Regions from separate parts of the Mus musculus genome. Here all the other regions are linked to region 2. The links are chromatin contacts, called in public Hi-C and promoter capture Hi-C maps. All regions are on one chromosome and are shown on one strand. The core of a region is the stretch at or near the end of the contact, and the rest is flanking DNA. Distances in the headings are between cores, read along the strand shown.

Region 1 (2,809 bases), core at 103-2,602, 150 kb after region 2:
TGTGTGCAGAAGAAAACAATGTTTAAGCTTGTTCATTTTATCCTTGAATATCTGGATTCAAGACATGCTTGGACATCTTAAAAGGGCTTCCAATCCTGACTAAAAGGTTTGCCACCATTTCAGAATGCACAGTAAGGACAAAGAATTGCTGTTAATCAGAGAGGGTATGGCTCTGTAACCAAATATTAAGTTATTGCTAACTTTTCCCAACAAGTAGTATTCACGTTTGAGAAGACTATTATTTTGCCACACTCAACGGAAGAAAGCATTTTATTTAGTAATAGTTCAAATAATGCAGTAAAAATGTCTTTGTGTGCATTTGAACTGGCCCTGGTGGCCTGATTCAGTATTTTGCCCATTTTCTTGGCTTTTTGAGCTTCACGCACACAAAAAGAAATTGTACAAAACACTTAGCACTTTTTTTTTCCTTTTTTTCCTCAAGGCTGGTAATGGGGCTTTCACTGCACAAAGGCAGGGACAAACTATTTGGAAAGGTGAGGGTTCTCAGAAAAACTAGAAAACTCTGCCCATACATTTTGGACTTGCTCTCTTCACTGTTGCTGTATGTTTGCATCCCTAGAATCTCTGAGGATTTATGCTTACCATGTAAAATATAAAATAGGATCATTGGACGGATCCACAAATTTCACATGCAAGATAGCTTTTAAATGGAGGATGGCGAATAATTCATGTTTAAGAATTTTATAAGAGTTACCTTTTGCAAAAGGCAGTTTTCACTGGCAACACTTCCATCTGTGAAGTGAACTAGCTGGCTACTGACTCTCTCTCTCTCTCTCTCTCTCTCTCTCTCTCTCTCTCTCTCTGTGTGTGTGTGTGTGTGTGTGTGTGTGTGTGTAGAGGAGAGGTGGCAGTGAGCAGGTAGAAGGTCAAAGGGTAAATTCCAATTGCTGTGACATATTTTTATGAGCGGAATCATAGCCAGCTTTTAGCCTTGAACAGGAAAGAAAATCTTAGGAAGGGAAGGAACATGAATGGGCTGGTCAGGGAAATCAAGAAGTGCTCTCCCAAATTAGCAGCTAATTGCTCCCTAACCTGCCATATTCATCCATTTGAGCTTTATTTTATTATGCTGGACTTGAAGATTCGTTTTCTAATAAAGAAATGGTAGTAAAATCTCAGTTGCAAATACAAAGTTCTCTTCGAGATTTTTACCTCACTTTTACCAAACAAAAAAGCATGTTTTCCCCCTTCTTTTGTAGGGGGTGGGGTGCCGAGGGGGTGAAGCATCTTTGACAGTTTGAAAGGAGGAGGAGAATATGTGGGAGTTCTCAGAGAAAGGCTGACAAAGCACCGCAGCAGCGGCAGGAGATGGGAAAAGCTCAGCTGCTGGAGAAGAGACAGGAGGACCGCGAGTCTGGCTTTGTTAGAAGCCCGAACTACTGTACTCCAGGTTCCTCCGTTTGTGGGGACCATTTTCTGCTTTGTAGTTGTCATGCAACCAGGCAAAGCGAAAAGGGAAAAAAAAGGGAAACAGAGAAAAGAGAGAGAGAGAGAGAGAGAGAGAGAGAGAGAGAGAGAGAGAGAGAGAGAGAGAGAGAGAGATGTCAGGGGCCGCAGTCCAGGCAGAGCAGCTGCCAGGCCCGCCCAGCAACCCACTCCTTGCAGTCTCCAGCGCGGCAGCGGGGACAGCACTGGCAGCAGCTGCAGGGAGGCCCTGCTGGTCCCCAGCCGGCGCGCGCTGGGGTCAGAATGGGGAGTCCCTCTAGCTCTCATCTTCTGAGCAAGCAAATTCTTCAGATTCCTGCACTGGGGCCCTCTGGATGTCAGCTGACCGGCAGCTAGCTCCCTGGATCCAAACCTGCCATCTCCTGGGACACCCTAAGCGCTCTGGATATGTTCTGGGTGTCCCTGCGCGGTTCACTCCAGGTTTCTCCTCCCTCTTGGTCTGCCTGAGGGTCTCGCACAGAAGTCAGGCAGTTCTGGCAGGAAGCAGAACCTAAACAGGACCATCATTTTCAAAGTTGATGGGACAAACCCAGGCATAACTTGAGATGGAGACCAGTCCCAAGGCTTAAAAGAAGATGCACAAATTAGACAATTTCACTATTAGCAGAGGCAGCATTATGACCCTTTTTGTTGTAAAAGGGACATAAATGTAGCTGTAGATTGAATGAAGTTATAGGCCATAAAAGGGCAAGAGAGAGTAGGGAAGAGATAATAGGCGCTGTCCATCGACTCCTCCTCCCCTCCCTGTGTCAGACCTCCCCAGCAGTGGTGGTGGCAAACAGTCTACCCGCAATAATAAATGAGGGAAGGCGGAAGGATAAATGCCACCGAGCGCGGCCGTGCATTTTAGAGTGGCGACAATTGCTGTTTATTTGCTTTTCGTTTACGAAAATGACAAAGGGCAAGGTTATATGTGAGACACATCTCCGCATTGTGTTTTACTCGTGGTGGTTTTGGGAATCAAGGTGACTGGATGCATAGTAAACTTTTCTTTATTTTGGATGTGGAAAATATAATCTTCTTTCTAAACTAGAGATTTTTCTTTTTGTTAAAGACTTTGGCAGAAACAAATCGAACAACTTTTTTTTCACTGTTTTTCTTCACTAATCCTATGCCCTAAGACTAATAAATTCTTCTCAAAGTTTATGGTAATTCCTATCTATGAAGAAATTTCTATCTATTTGCTGTGCAATCATAGATTTTTGAAAATATATTGGAACATTTCAGCTCGGGAAATTTTAGATACTTTTTTATTTGCTCAGAAATTAAGTAGATTTACTCTTGTGTTTCAGTGTTTGATCTAAGGTTAAAGTCAAATCAGGGCAATTCTTCACAGCTAGAC
Region 2 (2,946 bases), core at 338-2,837:
GCTTGGGAGTAGCAGTTTGTTTTCATTAAATACTTGTTACTGCTAATTATATCTGATCACTATAAAGAATACAGTTTAATTAAAGAAACACAGCAGTTAGGAAAATATTTGATTTCCAAAGGAGAACAATTTATTTGCATTACTAAGAAGGGGGAAAAAGTAATTGTGAATGTGTCCCCCCCCCCACTATGTTATCAGATTCAATGGAGAAGTTTTTATTCTAATCAGAAAAAAAAATCTTATTCCTCATCTTAAATTTAGACTCAAATACCAATTTCAAATCCTGCCACTTGCACGAATTGATATTGCATGGTGCAATTTATTTAACATAGGTAATTATTTAAAAATTGAAACACCATTTGGAAAAAGATGTGAAGCAACATATTCCAAAGTCAAATTGAGTGAATACCCTTCCTTCTCTGTGGAAGAGGTTTCCGGGTTAACTCTTTCAGTGAATGTTGAAATGCGCTTTGGCTTTCCATGTTTTCTCTAATCAACATATGGTTTTCGTTTTAATTTTGCAAGGTAATATTTTGGCAGTGGTCTGGAGGAAATTATTGGAAAATGAAAGCATATAAGTATCCCTGTAACTGAAGCCGAGTATTTATATTGCTTGTATATCATTGCATATAATCACCCCTTTAAACAGTCACACTAGAGATTTCTAATTTAAAAATAAAACCCGGCCTGTTCATGTCAGTTTAGTTTGAGTGAACTTCAGTGAAATCTGCAAGCTAAATGGATAAGGTTATCTTGATTTAGTAATGCAAAGTAAAATTTTAATATTTTTGTTGCAATATTTAAAAGTTAAGTTTAATTCAGATTTGATATAAGAAGTATCCTAGTTCATTGAAACCCCACAACTATTAAAAGTATTACAAAATAGTTTCACTAACAATTTTGAATGACAATTTACAAGATAAGTAATATTTGGTCTTTCTATGTTAAACACATCTACAAATTATGGAATGATACGTGTGTGTGTGTGCATGTGTGTCTGTGTGAATTAGTAACAGATTTTTCTGCTCTTAATCATTTTATATAATCTTTTATTGCATCCAGAGTTGTATATCTTAAAGATTTCTTTCTAGCATACCACATAGGAAGGTGAATCTAAAAACTATATAGCCTAAATATATTGGAAAATTTACAACTATTTTTATCTTACATTTCTGTAATTTATTTCTCTATAAGCCATATTAAAATTAGGTGAAAGCTAAGAAAACATAAAAGTTCCCAATTATGTCCAAATGCAAAATAGAAATGGTTTTCTCTTGGCCCTCTTTGCTTCTTTGCAGTTTTCTATTAGTTTCTATTATGTCTGAACATACCTTCTGAAGGAAGATTTAAAAATAAAAAATAACACTCTAGTAATGTTAGTTAGAGGAAAATAAACTTCTAGCTTATATTAATTTGCATCAATGTCTGTAGGCTCAAAGCTGCTCAATCTGTGAGTAATTTCCCACTGAAGTCAGCAGCATTTACCAGATTTCTGAATAAAGCACAGGGAAGCAATTAGAACAGTTTAGTGCCCAGCAGACAGACTGGAGAGCAGCTTTCTGAATCCTTCCATCAAAGCAGAAGCACACTCTTGTTAATAGAAATATTATTTAAAATGCTCAGAGTTGGCAGCTGCCTGGAGCAGACACAAGAGGTCCTGCCTTAGCATAGCCGTCTGCCCTGCCCTGGCTCTGCCCACCAGTGACCAGGGAAATCCCAGAGGGACTCTTGAATTGCCACATTGTCATTTCTTCTGTGGAAAAAAATATCTGTCACTCATATCCCACACTGCCCAAAGTGACACCTGCCAGTCTCTAGAGCAAGGACAGATTACTGTCCTTCTGCCAACTAAATTTCAGCAGTGAGGGCAACCCATGGTGAGGCTATGCTGATAATGGTGGATTCTGAAACAATGTGATAGTCTCTCTCTCTCTCTCTCTCTCTCTCTCTCTCTGTGTGTGTCTTTGTGTGTGTCTGTGTGTGTGTGAGAGAGAGAGAGAGAGAGAAGAGAGAGGGGAGAGAGAGGGGGAGAGAGAGACAGAGAGAGAGGGAGAGAGAGAGGGAGAGAGAGCGAGGGAGAGAGAGGGGGTAGAGAGGGGGGAGAGAGGGGGGGCGAGAGAGAGACAGAGAGAGGGAGAGAGAGGGGGAGAGAGGGGGGAGAGAGAGAGACAGAGAGAGAGAGGGAGAGAGAGAGGTGAGAGTTTGATTTATTTTAAGAAGTCTATTTTTAAGTATATTTGTTTCTTTGAGTGTTAGCACAATGTGCTCTTTGTGGTCCACTTTAACCATAGTAGCACATTTAAAATTGCTTACAAACTGCTTCTAACATATGTATTCCATAAGCTTAGGCCTCACCATGCAGGGTCCTATGATGCTGTTATCACCAAAGAACCAAGGCTTTTAATGATATGGTAAATGTTACCACTGGAAGGCTTCAGAGTTCTTTTTAGGACCCAAACTTATAGTACTTTCTTCTGTCTACCTTCTGATTTTTAAAGGTTTGTGCTATGTGCACATGCATTCCCAGGAGAGACCTGTCATCATGTCACCTGAGGTTATCCAGCATTCTGTCTCCTGGTGATGAGATGGGACAGGACAGAACGTAATGTAGTGCAATGTATCAAAAATGTAAATAATACGCTTTGTGTGATTAGAGATCTGCTGTCAATCCCTACTGTAGGGATCTGAGCTGGGCTTACTGAGGCAGACAGAAGCTCAGTGAACGCCAAACTGGCCATGGTGTTTCAGAAACGATGACACGCGCCACAGTTCACTGATTTCCGCAATTACTTTGGGGTAGTTTGGCACGTATAGAAATGTTCAACAAAAGTTCTCTTGTTGGACACTTCGGGGAAGTAATTTGATTGTTAATTACAAACGCTCAGGGTGATTGCTCTACATAATTGTCTCACTCCTTCAGCACTCCATTATCTAGTGAAGGTTTAT
Region 3 (2,875 bases), core at 13-2,512, 240 kb before region 2:
AATGTTATTGTTTGCTTTATTATCTCAGTTGGATGGTTGGCTAGTCTAGGATGAAATAGGTTGAAGGCAATCCTCTCAGCCCAGAAGTCTGAATGAGGTTCCCATTCAAATGATCCTGATTGTTTGGGGGTGGGGCGGGGTGATTAGTAAACCAACTGAGCTTACACTGCATAGTAAGCGTCTGGATGCAGCACATTTACATCTAACAAGAGACCCCAGAAAACGTGTGTGTGTTTCTTAAACCTTATGTTGCGAACAAAAGGCTATCTCAGCCACAGACAATCAGCACGGCACTGCTCCCTGGGATGCGAGCCACACACTCAACTGCACATTTCATTCTTCCTCAGCTCCCAGCACCACAAAGCCCCGACTCTCTTCCTTCTCCTGGGTCCCCAGATTGCTCCATAGCGGGGGGCTGGGAAAGCTGAAGCCCCAGGTCTCTGCCTGCGCACCAACAGCCCTCACCGTGGGCCCCCGGGCGCTGCTCTCCCCTGCCCGAGCCGCCTGGGGGAGGTAGGGAGGGGAGCCGGGGGAGCTTGAGAGGGGACCGCACACCTAGATACTTAGGGTTTTTATTTATTCCCGGGGAGGTGGAGGCGGTGAAGTGGGTTCAAGCTGATCTGCCTCCCCAACTTGCCTCTCCCTAGCAGATAAAGTCATTTTCGGACTGGTGCGGGGAGCCTCGGGGATAGGGGACGTCCCGGCTCCACGTCCCGGTCCCCGTCCCGTGCGCGCAGCAGCAGGGAGGGCTGGCCAGGCTACGGTGGTGACCGGAGGACCGGGGAGGGGCCCTCAGGGACGCGCGATCGCGCGTGGACAGCGGGGCTCGCTTCCCCCGGGGGCGTCGCTCCCCGCGCGCGGGCTGGGCCGGGCTCCGCGTCCCCGCGCGCCGGCATGACCTCGGGGCCCCCTCCGGGCCGCGGGAGCGCAGCTGTGAGGCTGGGCGGCCGCCGAGGCCCGGGCCGTGTAACATGACCCGGCGGCCGGCCATTGCGCCCTCCCTGTCCGCCCGCGGCCGGGCGCCGCTCGCCGCCTCCCGCCTCCGCTCCCCCTGCAGTCCCGGCCCGCGCCGCCGCTCCCTCCCGGGGCTCCCGGCCCGCCGCGCTCCAACGCCCGCCTCTCGCCACTGCCTCCCGACGCCCGGCCGCGCGGCCGCCTGCGTCTCTTTCTCCCTCTCTCCTTTGAAAACTGATCTTTGGCTCTTAGTGTGAAAGTGATTTGAATTTGGCTCGGCGGCGCTCTGCGCCTGCGCTCAGCCTCTGGCATGCTGGCTCCTTCCAAGCAGCTGTTTTGGGTTTGAAATTCCAACATGGCAGAGGCTGCAGTCCGTCTTCCCTTCAAAAACTTGGAATGATTTCAAATCATAGGCACCTTCACTTAACCCTAGCTTCCATTCATCAGCAAACACATCGGATCGATGCTACGCTAACCTATCGGGAGCTCGCTCTGCGCGTCCAGGTAAGGAGAGCTTCGTAGTTTTTTACCATCTGTTTAAATTTTTTGTTTTTGTTTTATTTTTAAAGAATATAGATAGATCCAAGACCTGTAGTGAGAAGAGGTCTCAGAGTTGTGCCGTAAACAGTAAATTTAATTTGCATTCGTTTCTATTTTGTACGCCAACCTGCTGTCTAATTTCTCTGTACAAAGTAGCCCTGAAACATTATGATGCATATTTCTGCAGCTTAATCGTTATAACAATAGTATGGGATTAAGAGTTCGTGACTGCAAGAATCTCGCTTTTCGCGATATTGGGCTTACTCACTACTATCTTTTTACCTCAAAAAATAAAAAAAATAAAATAAGAAAGCGGAGCCATAGGGTGGGGCTAGACTTTCTTCGGGAACTAACTTCTAAGTAAATAAGAAGTGTAAATAAGAATCTTGCACACACACAAAAAGTTGAGGTTAAATTACAATCTCGTGGCTGGGGGATCGAGAAAAATGTCAGAGGATCGGTTGCAGAAAACTGTAAGCACATCATGCGGGAGGGGGTACAGCGTGGTGGGCGTATTGTTGGCAAGGAACGGGAGAGAAAGATGTATAATTTAATGGTATATACAATCCACTGATCCTATTACCGTCCTCCCCGGAGCTCTTGTTAGTTTCAATGGGAGTGAGTGAAATTGACATGGACTTGTATTCCCGGTCATGTGCTTTTTTTCCTTTCTTTCTTCTCCTGTGATCTGAGATCCCCTTTTTGTTGATGTTGCTTTCCCCCTTAATTATATGCATGTAGGTTAAATGAATACCTGACGAAAGGGCCCACGTTTCAAGGCAGTGACATTTGATAGCTGAGAGGAAAAGTGGCTTTAATGAAAAGCAACCTTTGGAATTCCTGCTTGTGAGAAATCCAATTCAGCTTTTTGTGCTACCAGCAAGAAATGATCAGTAGCACCAGTGTTTATGGTATGTCAGTTTTGGAATTTACTTCCTTTGCATTTAAATAGGGAAGACAAATTAAATAGCATGATAAAAACCATTGGAGGCTGCTTGGGAACCAGATGCTCATGATGTCCAATTCTTTTTAAACATGTCTATGTCTGTTTATTTTAATCTGTCACTGTGCTTTTTTTTTTTTTTTTGTATTTGCTTTCACTTCTTTATGCATTTCAGTTTTTATTAATATGTTATTTGCGGACACTTTCATTGGCTTTAGCTCTAATCTTGAAGTTGCATGTTTCTATTAATGCTCTCAACAGGGGTGAAGTCAAATGGTATGTAAATTAGTTAAACTCGGGGTGGGATTTTTGTTGTTGTTGTTGTTTTGGGGTGGGGGTTAGGTGGATGGAGAGGGTGGGAGTGTGGGGCAAAGACTGCTAAGTAATGAAAGTGTTTATACATATATCCATATATATGTACACACACAGGACTGGATG

The links. Promoter capture Hi-C pulls out the DNA fragments that hold promoters and counts their contacts. A called contact is a pair of places that touch in the nucleus more often than the background predicts.
Region 1: a contact with region 2 is called in a Hi-C map of cranial neural crest, with 2.8 times the contacts expected there. The contact joins two enhancer-like sites. A contact is called at or near these places in 6 of 484 Hi-C or Micro-C datasets (the N1E-115 cell line, cerebellar granule neurons, cranial neural crest and 1 more) and 1 of 115 datasets of contacts at active chromatin or transcription factors (craniofacial prominence).
Region 3: a promoter capture Hi-C map of second pharyngeal arch cranial neural crest shows a contact between it and region 2, with 2.7 times the contacts expected there. The contact joins the promoter of Fign here to the enhancer-like site in region 2. A contact is called at or near these places in 5 of 39 promoter capture datasets (frontonasal cranial neural crest, liver, maxillary cranial neural crest and 1 more), 7 of 484 Hi-C or Micro-C datasets (the N1E-115 cell line, cerebellar granule neurons, cerebellum and 4 more), 7 of 115 datasets of contacts at active chromatin or transcription factors (craniofacial prominence, embryonic forebrain, embryonic hindbrain and 4 more) and 2 of 9 other capture datasets (adipose tissue and liver).

What each region holds. Positions count from the first base shown.
Region 1 is chr2:63,701,479-63,704,287 of GRCm38.p6, reverse strand. No RefSeq gene overlaps it. Among named protein-coding and RNA genes, the nearest start is that of Gm8541, 130 kb to the right of the region's middle. Within about 2 kb of position 1,352, at least 122 of the 459 cell types and tissues checked have an H3K27ac peak or open chromatin away from gene starts, as enhancers often do.
Region 2 is chr2:63,853,257-63,856,202 of GRCm38.p6, reverse strand. No RefSeq gene overlaps it. Among named protein-coding and RNA genes, the nearest start is that of Fign, 240 kb to the left of the region's middle. Within about 2 kb of position 1,587, at least 5 of the 459 cell types and tissues checked have an H3K27ac peak or open chromatin away from gene starts, as enhancers often do. A contact at or near this core is called in heart atrium and second pharyngeal arch cranial neural crest, where this site is marked.
Region 3 is chr2:64,096,425-64,099,299 of GRCm38.p6, reverse strand. It overlaps Fign (fidgetin), which reads left to right and starts at 1,262. Exons shown (of 4, transcript NM_001267846.1): 1 at 1,262-1,458; 2 at 2,236-2,405.